Regions from separate parts of the Oryzias latipes genome. Here region 2 is linked to region 1. The links are chromatin contacts, called in public Hi-C maps. All regions are on one chromosome and are shown on one strand. The core of a region is the stretch at or near the end of the contact, and the rest is flanking DNA. Distances in the headings are between cores, read along the strand shown.

Region 1 (6,962 bases), core at 3,307-5,806:
TTAGAAAATGTGATGTTTCACATAATATTGTTTGAATTGTGTGCATAAATCAATCATCTAAACGTGTGCTAATGATCTATTTTTACATAAAATAAATAAAATTGCTTGAAAAATGATAAATAAATCCCAGATTTCCCAATTTTTGATTGTTTTGGGATTAAACAATAATCAATTAATTTTTTTTAAATGATTTTTAAAAAATGGGATACTGGAACAGTTTCCAACTGTAAACTTTGTGCAAACACAGCAGCCAAGCAGAGAGCATCCAAGTACCCTGCAAACGTCTCAGACAGACAGACAGACAGTTGAGCTTGACAAGAGACAAGATCTAATCTGCATTGGATAGCTGACACGGCCATGCCACTCCTAAATCTTGGAGATTGGACTGAAGAGGAAGGATTTAACTTAAACCCCCTTTGAAAGTGCTAAATGTGTTTTTGTAATTAAAGCCATACAATTAACACTGACATGCTCAGGTCAGGAAGGGCACAGCCTCTCTGTTCAGATGAACCTCTGCCAGTGAAAAGAGACAGAGCAAAGGGGACAAGAGACTGCGAGATAAAGAGGGGAAAAGGGCTGCCGCAAAGTTTCAATGGCTGCTCAGGAGTGGGAGACGCAGAAAAGAAAGCGGTGAATGAACAAGGGGATTGGAGGGGGGAGGAAAGAGAGATTGATCATTGAAGCGGTATAGATTTCAGTATTCAGGCTGCACAGTGCTCCGTGAACTAACCTCCAGACCACAGCGTTTATTTTGGGACAGTGTTCAAGATCTGGGAGGGGGTATCCAGTTCCCTGACTTTAAAGAACCAAAAACTGTTGGAGCAAAGCTTTTAGGTGCTCCCTAAAGCCCCACATTAAGTGAATTGGAGCAGCTGTTGCAATATATGACAATATTTTCACTGTAAATACAGCTCCACATGATGGATTGCCAACAGGAGGATTCCTTTAATTTGGAATTAAACATGAAAATGAAAGAAGGAAAAAGAAACACAATTACTAAGTGAACTTTTGACTCAAAAGTGGAAATAAAGCCTCACCGCTACTACACTTTAAGTAATCTAAACATACATTACTTTTAAAAAGCATTTGTTTTTTACTGTCATTTCAGAGGACATAAATCTTGTGCTATAATATGTTACAGTAAATCAATACATTTCAATACAAATGTAAACAGCATTTGCTAAAATGAATTAACTGACATTTTTCAAAGTAATGTGTTTGTATACATTTTATTTTGTACAAATCTGTGTTATTTTAGTCTTTGAAACTTATTTTTAACAGAATACAATTATTCATAACTGTTTTTACCTTTAACTAAACAGTTTTCAGGTAATTTTAAAGATACAAATCAAAGTTACATTATTCAGAGAAAAAAACATTTCCTCAAAATAAAGACAAGCAGATTTTATTTTGTTAACATTTTGAACTTATAAACATTTTTTGCTTTTCCAAAAAATCAAAACTTGTACCAAGAAAGTTAACTACCTTGCTGTTTAAATACTCAGAAACCTTAAAATGTGCAAATCCTAACAACTTAAAATTTCTCCCTTTGCTATGTGTTAAACTAATTGCTTTAATAGTAACAACATTATAATTAAAAAAAAAATGTTACATAAACAATTTAATCTATTGTTGTTTCTTAACTTGATGGTTACTTCATTTAATTGTGTATGCCTCTTTTTGGAGCAGAAGACAATTTGCTTTTCAGAAATAACTAAATAAAAATAATAGCAGTGTAAGAAAAGTATCTTTCCTTTACAAACAACCAGATGAGTTTCTCTGCTGTCATGATCAGGTGGGCTCTTAGCGTGTGACCCATGTCACAGGCATCAAGCCCTGACGGACACAGCTGTCTTGCCGCAGGCAAAAAGGAGCAAGGAGGAATAGTGAGGACAAATCAAGTTAAAAAAAGAAGAAGAAGAAGAAACAGAGGCAGCAATGTGTGAGTTAGTGTGTCTTTTGGCTGCTGTGTCGGTCACTCTCTGGCATTTTCTGGGGCATGTCTGTTTGGCTCCCCGCTCATTCAGCACCACACGAAGACCACATACAAAAAAAAAAAAAAGAGATCACTGACAAGACAGCTTGAGAAAAGACACAAACGTGCTTTTTAACAGAGAAGGAAATAAAGTTTTTAATGTTGCTGACCGTTGTGGCAGATCCATCTAACACCCACTTGACCTTTTGGAAGAAACAACTTAGAAAAATGCGATTTTAGATTAATAAAACGGAGCAGGGAAATGCTGCAAAGTCAGTCCCGGGAGTGGAATAATAGGATGAAAGAAAAGGCCACAAGAGTTTGTGAGAAAATCTCATAAAACAGATGAATATTCAGAAAATATTTGTGAAGATTTAAACTCCAATTGCCAACACAAAAATATGTCTTTTTATTTTTTAGCATTTTTGTGACTAAAAAGGAAATGAGTGTAAAACAAAGGTACCTTTTTTGAAATTTTGGTCGAAATTGACACAATTTTTGAAAAACCTTTGGATTAGATGACAAGTATTTCTACTGAAATGCTGGGACTTCAGCGATTTTCACATTTTAGCAGCAGGAACAGACTGGTCCACTGCAGACAGGGCCTAACAGAGCCCAGCAGGGCTGGGCAGGGACAGGGAGGCACAGAGCACATGTTAGGACCAGAGGAAAGAGCCGCGCAGACTGGAAGAGAGCCACATGTGCTGGAGCCTCCGTGAGAGACTCCGACACTGCTCACGCTGTCAACATGCTGACATATACATACACAAACATTCGTGCTGAGACACTGACACACACATGTGCACGTACACACTGCAGGGCCAAGCCAATTAACACCCTGCAACTGCACAGATCACATTCGGGGCAGTGGAGAAAAAGGAGGGCATATGTGGATGATGGTACATGCAAATGAGATGAACAAGGCACGCTCTAAAGTCTGGAAAAGTCACTTTTGACATCATTCATCAGAGTGTATATGCCAAAGTGAAAGCTTCAATATATTATATTAACCCTTGTATTGTGTTTATAAGGGTTAAAGGTGACTTCCCCAAAAGATTTCTTTACGTAATGTACTTATATTTAATTTCTAATTAAAAGTTTGAATGGAAGACAGAAAAAAAACCTTCTTGCTTGTGTATTCTGAACACCTAATGTATAAAAATTGAGATCTAAAGAGGGTCAGCCGAAAAATGCATCTCTGTCCTTGAAGTTTGGCGTCAGAACCAGAAGATGGCAACATACCTCTGGCTGAGATGCTGGCCTGGCTCCCTGCTCTTTCACTTTTTTGTGCATATAAATGTTCACCTGGTGCTTTGTTTATTCATTTATTCATTTACCTGCAAAGGATCTTTAAAAAAAAATAACAGGAAAATGCTAGAGGTTTTCCTTTGAATGACTGACTTGCTTAAGCTAGAAGGAAAAAAACCCAATAGTGTTGAGCTTGAAGTGTATTCTGCACGCGCATGTTTTAAAGCGTGTTCAAGCGCCTTTGTGTTTGTTGGCTGCCTGTAGCTAAAAGTATATGATAATGTGTGGATTGTATATTTTTTTTACGTCTTCTTTAAGCCCCTTTTTCTTTCAGACACAGCTTGCTCCTCTTCACAATTCTTCTGGGTTTTGCTCCCCTGCTCCTCCTCTCTTCGCTCTATGACATGCCTTACAAAAGCAAACCGACAGAGTCCAATACAGGCTTTCAGCACAAAAACCCAAAAGCAAAAAAAAATTTAAAAAAATCAGAGTCGATCCTAATTAAAGCAGACGCCTTTCCACTGAGACTGAATGAAAAAGAGACTCAAGTGAGTAGCTGGAGTCATTCATTTACAGTAAAGAGTCCCCATTACACGACAAGGGCCGATCCTGTCACTTCAAACAGATTGGGCAAAGATAAGTCTATTTTCTATAGTAAACAGATTAATATTTGATGTACAGTACAGTAAGCAATCCTCTCTGCGTGTTTCCCTCCTCTCCTCCATTTGCTCTCATGTGCATGCGTGCATGTGTCTGTGGGCACAGTGGGGTTGAAGGGGGGTGCTGGTTTGTGGGGTGCTAAATGAGGCAACTGGCGTATCTAAGAGCATGCATAATCTCTCCGAGATGACGATGGAGAAAATACAGTTTTAGAAAAAAGGGGGAAAAAAAACGATGATGGGGTTGATTCATTCGGATTTTTCACATCAAATCTCATATTTTTCCAAAGCTTGATTTAATAGAAATAGGTCAAACTGAATTATCTCAAAGGAAAAATCCGGGACGGAATGGGAATAAAGGGAGCATTTAAATGTTTTATCGTCACAAAATTAAATTGCAATCATTGTGAGCCGGCAATCACAATCAAATTCTGTTTATTCGCACTAAATAATTTCATAAAAAGAGGACAATTACTGTAAAGGCCAGTGAGCGCTTTTCAGAAGAGACTTTACCTGACGGCATCAAACTGTTTGATGCCGTCAACCCTGTATTGGGGTTCATGCCAAGATGGCCCATGTGGGAAATGTGGCACAACCAGGGGGTAGGAGCCAGTTGGATGGCTGAAGAGTAGGAGGTACAAGTAGAACAATTACAGCAGTCACTTACCATCACAGTGTCTGGTTGAGGCAATGGCACAGCGGGACGCCGCGGGGCAAGAATGAAGCTTTTATCCAGCTGGTATCACAAGATCAAGCTGGTCGTGCCAGAAATGACAAAACAATATGCTTAGCCCATCAGAAGGTACAGTTTTTCTTTTTCTTTCCCTTTCCCCCCCAATAAATGTGTACTCACAGATCTCAAGAGGCTGAAGGTTTACCTGTTCTGAACAGCTGGTCTGTTTACTCAAATAAATACAAATTAAAAAATAGGCAACGAAAGTGCCAAAATCTCACCGAAAGATTTTATTTCCCTTCATTGAGATCTCCCCTTTTCATTAATTTCAGCTTCAACATGTGTCATTTGGCATCTGTCAGAATTTTGGGAGGCCCCCGAGCAGACATGACAAACATTACAAGTCAACGCAGCTGATATTTTGTCAGCTTTCAAAGTAAAATGGATACAGCTAATGAAAGACTTTGGGTCCAGATGGAGAATGTGACTGAAGTGAAAAACTAAGAGGAAAAAAAAAAAAAAGAAGAAAGAGAGGCTTGATGTGCCAAAATAACCACCCACAGATATGGCCATTTGAATGCAAGTCGTTCACGCTGAGTATCTGTGTGCAAACATTTGCATGAACGTGCATACAAGCACAGGCACAAACAGGGCCGAGGCAGCTGACCCAATCTGCCCCTCGTCCTCGGGTTCAACGGTGGCCACTCCTAGACTCTCACCTCCCCCTGTCATGTCTAATTCTCCTGGTAGGATCCATCATCTGGTTGGCAGTCAGGGTGCCAGTCAGCTGCATCCCAGGGGACCCTTAGGCAATGGGAGCTCGGAGGCGCTGGGCTGAAGCCTCCTCAGCCCCAGAAGCAGCTGTGTGGGAGACAGAGAGAGGTGCAGCACAGATGTGGGAGTCTGGAGCCGACAGAAGGTATGGTCGATTTCAGTGTCGGCCATGTTTGTTATTCCACCTTTCCTGTGAGGAAAAAGCAGGCCCTTGATCTGGCTCACAGCTAAACACTTAGCTTTTGTTCCCGAGTTGAAAAACTGCAATGAGATTGAGGCATAGGGGAAAAGAGAAGAAAGGGAAAAGGGACTTGGAGCCAGAAGAGAAATCCGGTCACTAAGGGCAGAGAAGTGCTGGATATTATACTACCGGCTAAAAGCCATTTAAACACCTTTCCTCAAAATGTAGACTGCAAAAACAGACTCCTTCAAACAGAGCTGGAAATTCCTACCCCATTGGCAGATTTTCTTTAAATAAGCAAAAAAAAAAATTTTTTTGCCAACTGGGTAAGAAAGAATTCTAGTATACACCCTAAATGAGATTATTTTTCTTGAAAGACAGAAGATAAGACAATTTTTCTTGAAACAAATCTTTTTACTTTCTTTAAGAGTCAGTTTTTGAAGTAAAATAGAAAAAAACATATTTTAGGTTTAACAAGCCAAATGAAATCCAAAACGATTTGTACTGTGAAGCTACGTTTACACTTCTTTCGTCAAGCGATTACTTTTAATGAAAAGTCCGTGTTTTTGCATTTACATGCCCATTATGGGCTTCTGCATTCAAAACTCACATTCACGGTCGCTACACAAGGTTTTAAGTCAGTTTTTGAGATTTACGTCCAAAATTTGCAGCAATTGAACGTGTGTTAAAAGTTAAACCATTTGGACTTAACCCTTGTGCTATCTTAGATGACCCCACCCTTACATTGACGTGTTCTCCCTACCATGACAAAGGTGGATAAAGGTGGAAAGATTTCATGTAATCCATGGACACCAGTGAAGATCACAAATCATTGAAGAAAAAAGGTTCGGAGAACTGTCTAGTGGGTCTAGATGACCCAACTACCAATGTTAAAGTGCCTAGGATAGCCAAAGGGTTACTAGTGGCAATTGGATGGCGTTTGAGTTCACAGAAGTGCCAACAGTTGATCATGGGGGAGAAATGAATAATTGTAGTCTATGCCCGGATGGAATTATATGACGATTGAAGATTGTTAAAAAAAAGTCTTCACCGAGATATACCAGTTTTGCACATCTTCAACATTTCGCACCAAGCCTTTTCCAACTGTAGGTGGTGGACAAGTGCTAGTAAACAGTAGAAAATGAAAAAGAAGAAGCCCCTAGCAACAGTCCAGTATGAACATTATGCCACAGGCGTGTTCTTGAACGCGTGTCAAATGCCCGGAAGTGTACGTAGCATTACACAAAAACAACCAAAAGGTTTTCATTATTTGGCACATTTATTCTCAACGGTGAGCAGGTTTTCCTCATCTTCCCATGCAATCACCAAGGCTGGGAGGGGTTTCAGCCCACTGCAAACAAACATGCTCTGCTGACTCTCAACGGACCTGCATGATGAACAGTACCAGTCCAAATGATTGCTGATGCTCATAACCCAATTTTCACAGGGAAT
Region 2 (6,962 bases), core at 1,917-4,416, 200 kb after region 1:
TTAAGAGTTTTTATAAGCTGTGCTATAAAGCCCTTGCAGGCCCAGGGAAGGGGAAACTGCCCATTAACTTATAAGGTCCAGGCCTTGGCTCTTTTAATTGACAACCTCTAGGCTACTTTCATCACTTGTCGACTTCATGGCAGCAGTCAATGCTTCCTCCAGGATGCTGTTGCATCTTTGACACAAGGGTGTTTGTGACAAAGAGCAGTCTGCCGCCAATGCTAGGGTGAGAGCTTAAGGCTGTCTATAAAACAAGCCCACGCAGTGCTTTCTTAGTTCCAGCCGTTTGGAAGGGATACATTTAACCGTTTAAGAGCTGATTCTTAGAGGAAAAGTTGTTGAAATGAAATACATCCAATTAATAGTGTACACTTTTGTAGTCCATAATTGAAGGCATCGCGAGTGGATAGTTGGGATGGTCACTTCATACTCTATTCCAAGAACACCAGCTTTGCACGCCCGGCAATCCACGCTCCATAACTAAGTGCAACATGTCAAAAAGTAATGGGTTTGATGATCCTCTGATCTTCTTCCAGGTCAGCATCAATATAAAAACAACTACTGTTTTGTTTATAAGAGGTTTCTGACCCTTAATTCAGACAGAACACCTCATGTGTATATATAAATATATGTTGTTATTGATAGTTTTCTGTAAAAGACTAGGATTGGGTTAAAAGAAATTGATTAAAGTATTCCGTAATTGGAAAATCAATATCGTTTCATCATATTCATGAGCTGATTCACCTATAATTTTCCATTTTTGCTGCTCTTAGCTTGTTTTTAATTAATACATTTGTAATTTATTTAACAAAAGTTTCACTTCTGCTCAGTTTTTGTCATCGGCTATGTTTACAGTGTCTTCACACATCCCCTCCTCTTCCCTCTAAAATTGGTTTTGAATGGACACTTAGAACACCAATTATTACAGAACAGATTTTTATGAAGGAAAGCTTCAAAAGTGCAAGAATTGCTGGTCTCTATCTGTTCACATGCCTGTTTTTCTACGCCTCATTGTTAACATTACCTTGAAAAAGTTCTCAAACTTCCTGGTTTAGGCTTGTTGCAGGTCCGCAATACAATTTGATCCATAATATTATATTTGGGTGCTTTACGACTTCCACTGGTTTTGTGACAATGTAGTGAAAAGCACAAACCAGTCAGTAAGAATGATGATCATCATCAAAGTCAGTAATGTGCACTAAGCAGTCACTAATTAGAAACAGTTATGCTAATAAAAGGTAAAAAAAAAAAACATTTGGGTCTCTAGTCAATCAACATTTGTGTCCTCAGTAAATCAGATCCCTCAAAATAAAGATTTTCCTTAGCTGCTAAATAGGTCAAGTAAAAAAAAATTCTTCCCAGATTTTCTAACATAAAAAAGTCAAATAAAGAAGACAATAAAATATGTATTTTTAATGATGATTTTCAAATGTCCAAAATTGTTGATTATTGTTTAATTTTTCTGCAACCTCAATGGCTCAATAAATAAAAAACAGATTTAACAACTTGATAGAAAAAGGATTAAAAGATTATGTCTTTTTATTGGCCTACTGTCAAGGAATTTTTCCATTTTTAAATATCTTTACAAACATACGTGCTGTACAAACACTTTAACATACGAGCTATGTATAAACAACAACAAAAAACATTAAAACAATATTATTAATATTAAAAATAATATTATTCAAATTATTTTCAAACACTAAATGTAAAATAAGAAATATGTACATTATAATAAGGAAAAACACAACCATGTATGCACTTAAGCACAACTGAAGACTGTTTATTCTCTGCACATTTTTTTCCTGTCAAATCAAAACATAAATTTGGAAGTGACAGTTTTAAAAGGGAGGTCTGCTATTCTCTTTATAAGTGTAGGAGGAAATGTCTTTAAAGACTATATTTTTGTTGTAAGCGTGTTCCCAGTGGTCTTTTCATTATGATGATGCAGCTTTTAGGCAAAGCCAAAAACGCTGTGTCGTTTTCTAAAACATGGTTTCTGCAAAGTGGCAGTAGTTTATTAGAAAAGCACCTCCAAATTGTGGGTGGGACTATTGGAGCAGAGAAAGCCCCACCCCTTCCATTCATACATCTTGTTTACATGCTCTCCCACCAGCTTACAGTCCCTCACACCGCTAACCTAACATGTAAAAAAAAAAAAAGCGGTGAGCATTATTGGAGCTATCCAGCTGTCCAGTTTTGATCCAGATTTTCCAACAGCATTTTTCATCTTCACAATGATTAGAATAAAGAAATACTCAGAAATGCAAAATGAAGCTTAATTTTCACAATATTTGTCCTCTACTATCAGAAAAATACCACAACATGTTAAAAACACACTTTTTATCAGGGTCTTAAAAAGGAAAAAAATGTTTAAAAGGATTTAACTAACTAGCAGCGCAGTGGTGTGGGAGGAAGCCCCTTGGGTCATTTAACAGCCATCAGCTGACATCGGTGGATGCTGACCAGCATGGCTGTGTGGTTACTTTACTCTGCTCCTCTGCAGACAGACAGAGCTGCAAAATGCTGAGGCTGCTCGTCCAAACACTGATGATGGGAGCTTTATGTCTCGGTTTACTGTTTATAGGTTGACAAAGTTTTTTTTGCTGTTGCTGCAGCACAGCAAAAGATTAAGAATTTATTCAGTTTTTATCATTCCAACAGCATATTTTCAAGGGAATTTTTTTTGGCTATACCTTTTTTTTTAAGTTACAAATAAAATCATGTTAATTCTGCATGGGTCCCGTGTGATTTACTTTGTGCAATTTAAAGCGACAAAACAAATTATTTGCATACTAGCGTTTGCTGAGTTACAAACATTGCATTTTTTTTGTAAAGTAAAATAAATATACTGCAGAGAAATTTGATTTTAAACAACATCTCCTGACTGACTTGAGTGGAGAGCTAGCAAATAAAGTACAACATGACCGACAGCTAAAACCGCAACACTAAAGCAACGTCCGGTCCACGGTTTCAACAGTTTAGCCTGTAATGTTTTAAAGTAAACATGTACATAAAAAAGAAAATGTGTAAAAACACGGTTTGACTTACTGCAGAGCCAACTGTCTCACTGCTCCTGTCATGAGCGCCGCCATGTTTTCCGGTGACGATGGCAGCAGCGAGCAGCGATTGGCTTCCGGACTTCCTCCCATGTCCGAAATGAGTCGCGTGATTGGTCAAATTAGGATGGAGGCGGGGCCCGGACGTTCCTGACATGTGGAGAATGGTACATAGCAGGTGGTCAGAGATGTGTGAGAAAGGCGAGAAACTTGTAAAGAATAATAAATGTCCCCCCCAAAAAATGATATGAATAATACTAATAAATAAATAAATTGTTTTGTAATTTTATTTTTTGCTCGTGCTCTTTTGGAAGTAAAAAGGCAGATGTTCTACTATCCTGGAGAGCAAAAATGAGAAGGAGATTTGTTTGAGAAGCAGCCACCCCATCCATGCCTTGTCGGGCACAGCAGCAGTCAGCTGCCATAACCCTCAGTCAAGTTCAAATGTGGTGAACAAATGACATGGAGGGGTTTGTCATTGTTAAATCTGCATGACAAATGATTTATTTGTTTTTTCGTTTGTTGAATTAATATCTAATTAGAACTTTTGTTCAGGTGGGCTTGCTGTACAATTAAGTTATCAAAATGTGAAGAGTAATATGTAAGAAATTTAGCAATTAAAATAACCCAAGCAAGGTAACACTATAAATTTGTAGCTGGATTATTTTATATTTTAATGTAAAAATGTTAATAATTAATATAATTTACTTAATAAAAAGCAATATAAATAGATAAAACTAAATGAAAAAATGTCTTTATAATTACTATGAAATTTACATTACAAATCTTAGCTGACAACACCTGAGGCCTTTAATGTTCAAAACTTGACATGACTTTCTTTAGGGCAAATTTTAAAACCCATTAATGTCAAAAACTTGAAGGTTTCACATTTACCAAAAAGAGGGATATGTGTTAATCTTTTCTTACTCCAGTTAGGAATGCAATGGTGTAGGTAAATTCCTTTCATGGGTTACTTGGAAACTACTTCTTTCCTTCTCCTTCTGTTCATCGAACGCAATTGTTGTCTACTAATCCAGTTTTGATAGCATTTGGCACACTTTCTTTGGATCACAGCAAGATGCTCGACTTCCATTCTGGTCTCCCCTAGGAACCTCTGAGCTCGTGAAAGCAGCCGACACCAGGTTGGGCCAGGGCAGGGGGGTTCTCTGTGTTCTCATGAAGCACAAAAATGTATTTTCTGATTCATGTCACCCCCCCACCCCTGTCACATTTGTGCACACACTCACACAAACAGCAAAAAAAAACCTTCAAAAGCTCATCAGTCTGTCAGTCAATCTGAGATCCATTCTAATTGTTTGTTCATTCCTGTCCTTCTGTAGTGTTATTGAACATTGCCATCACCTAATGACCTCCATGTAAAGCAACAGAATGCAAAATATTATTTCAGTGGTGAAAGCTTTTTTTGCCTTGTCCCTCTTTGTACTCCCCCATCCAAATGGACAATGCATAACTAGGCCTTGATGCCTCAGAAGTCTGGGTTCATTAAAATCTTGAACGAGTGCCAAAGCTGTAGTTCGAGATAAAAGGAATATGAAAGGATAGCAAAATTTATGGATGGCAAGACACCACCTCACCCTGGCATTTATAATAAACAAATGGTTTCTGTTTCCAATTTAAATTTCTCATTATGCTGTGACTTTTGGAAAATGTGTTTTGATTTACCAACATTTTATCTGAAAAACTGTATAATTGATTAGATTTACATGGCTCTGATTTTGATGCTGATCGCCTGCCTTCCCCATCAACCCCCACCCGCAGTCCGAGCTCCCTACCAAAAAAAAAAAAAGAATGATCTGAACAGCTCCTGAGGCACATTAACATCATATAAAACAAAACTACATATCAAACACTTTTTAAATTTTTTTTTATCACAGAAATAATTGGTTTAAACCTGCATAAAAAATTAAAAAAAAAATCACCCCTTTGAAAGAAACTCCTGTGAGGGCACCAAAAAATGGTGAGGTAGACTTCACAGCCCAAGTGAGGATGGACATCAATGCAGTGTGCCAGCAATGGCTACATTAACCCATGGCTAAATCCCATCACACAAATGTCAGTGTATCCGTTATGAAACCATGACATTTAGATTCAAGGTCTCCATTGTGGTTTTAGAGGGAGCTGATGTTTTTTTCCATTCTTTGTATCCATCAAAACTGCACAGGGCCTCACAGCAAACTGTACTCCAAAACATAGAAAGGTTAAAGATCACAGGGGTTTATGTACCTTATTTCATTGCAAAAGGCTTACTTGTTATTATGGTCAAACCACAATCCTTTCATTTCACTGAGACAGTAGAACTGATTGATTTGTGTTCAACAATGTGTATTTGCAAAATATATAGTAAATGCTGCACAAAAAAACGGTAACATTTAAATATTATGGACACATGTTTTGTTTATAATAATAACAAAACATTTGGAAAAAAATAATTGTTGGGACATTAAAACTACTCTAAAACACAGTAAAAAAAAATGAAAATAAAAAAGAAAGATCTACTGATCAGGGCAAAATCTTTGTATAAATGTGGCAGAATTTGGCTTGCTCCTCAATTTACTCTAGACAACCTTTTCAAACATCACCAGCATCACCTCAGCACACCAGGATGAGCCCAAACTGACACCTCACGACCACTCATGAGTCATGTGTAATGAAGAACAAAAAACACATTCAATAACTGGACAATGTGTCATAAAGAGCTCATCTTAGGAGCACAACACCTATAAGCCACTATGCTGGGAATCACAAGATGTTTAATTATTGCCTCTTTGCATTAGTTTGAATTTCACCCCCTCGGGCATCAGTTTGGGGGGGCGGGTTAGGGTGCCAAGAGGTGGAGAAGCTGATGCAGATGGTGAAAAAAACAGGGGGAAAAAAAGTCATTACTGGGTCTCTTCCTCTTATTTCTTGCCTCTGCCTGCGGACTGCAGTCAAGATCAGGAATTTCAAATGATATCATGACAATTTCTCATGCTCTTCAAACCAGTGATGTTTTACCGACTCATTTGCTATGATACCTTGTTACGGATCCAGCTGTGAATCAGGGACGTTTCATGGGGCTAGAAGCATGCCACCCGCTGAGCCTGGCCAATGACCTGGAAGGCAATGGGGGATGCCAGTGCCTGCAGCATGTGCTGCACTGACAAAGCAGCAGGGCACCGTCAAAAACCCTCTCGTACAAACTTTGTAGATCACTCTGTTTTTACCAGATGAGTAAGCACTGATGCTGACTATTTTTTTCCCCCCTCTCCCTTAACACGAGATTCATGGATTTCCCTTCGCCCGTGTGTGACTGTGCTTGACACATAGCAAAAGCCTTGCCCGCAAGGGGAATAGTGTAGTGGTGGATCTGGGGTACAAGAGTGCATATAGCATGTGGCAGGGTCACTGCTCGGGTTAAGCAACAATTCAGTTGAGTGCCCTTGAAGTAAGGGCACTGTGTGTAGAAAAGACCAGCTCACTGGTTAAAAAGGCTTCGCAATCAGATTAAACTGTGGCCTTTGAACTAAAATTGCAACGGGCCCTCAACTGTTTCAGCACTGTTAGTTTAACACAAGCAAAACTGGAAAATTAAACATTTCACATCTTCAACCCCACAAGGAAACCTAATTGTTTTCGAGAGATTTATGCAGAAGCACACCGCTCTGCAATGTTGGGGCTTAATCCAATAAAACAGAGCAGCAACTAAATGCGTACCTTAATTTTTTGTATTCCTCAACAGGATTTTGCTGAAGCTTGGGGTGTTTGGGTTTCCAGATGAGAGCCCTCACGCAATCCGAGGCCTTGATGACTTCTGCATTACTAAAATGATGCTGCTCGGATTGATGGAGCCGAGGGTGTCAGAAGGCATTAGCTCTCACGGCACCAAAGCTGGTGGACAAGAGC

What was found. Hi-C and Micro-C count contacts between places; a contact is called where the count stands out from the background.
Region 2: a contact with region 1 is called in a Hi-C map of gastrula embryo, with 2.0 times the contacts expected there. The contact joins the promoter of clybl here to the enhancer-like site in region 1. A contact is called at or near these places in 3 of 5 Hi-C or Micro-C datasets (embryo and gastrula embryo).

The regions. Positions count from the first base shown.
Region 1 is chr21:7,631,120-7,638,081 of ASM223467v1, forward strand. It overlaps LOC110017410 (a long non-coding RNA gene), which reads right to left. Exons shown (of 6, transcript XR_002872446.1): 5 at 5,275-5,416; 6 at 1,074-4,637. Among protein-coding and RNA genes, the nearest start is that of tmtc4, 27 kb to the left of the region's middle. Within about 2 kb of position 4,557, at least 2 of the 8 cell types and tissues checked have an H3K27ac peak or open chromatin away from gene starts, as enhancers often do. A contact at or near this core is called in embryo and gastrula embryo, where this site is marked.
Region 2 is chr21:7,830,490-7,837,451 of ASM223467v1, forward strand. It overlaps clybl (citramalyl-CoA lyase, mitochondrial), which reads right to left and starts at 3,167. Exons shown (of 8, transcript XM_004081449.4): 1 at 3,052-3,167. The coding sequence starts at 3,152.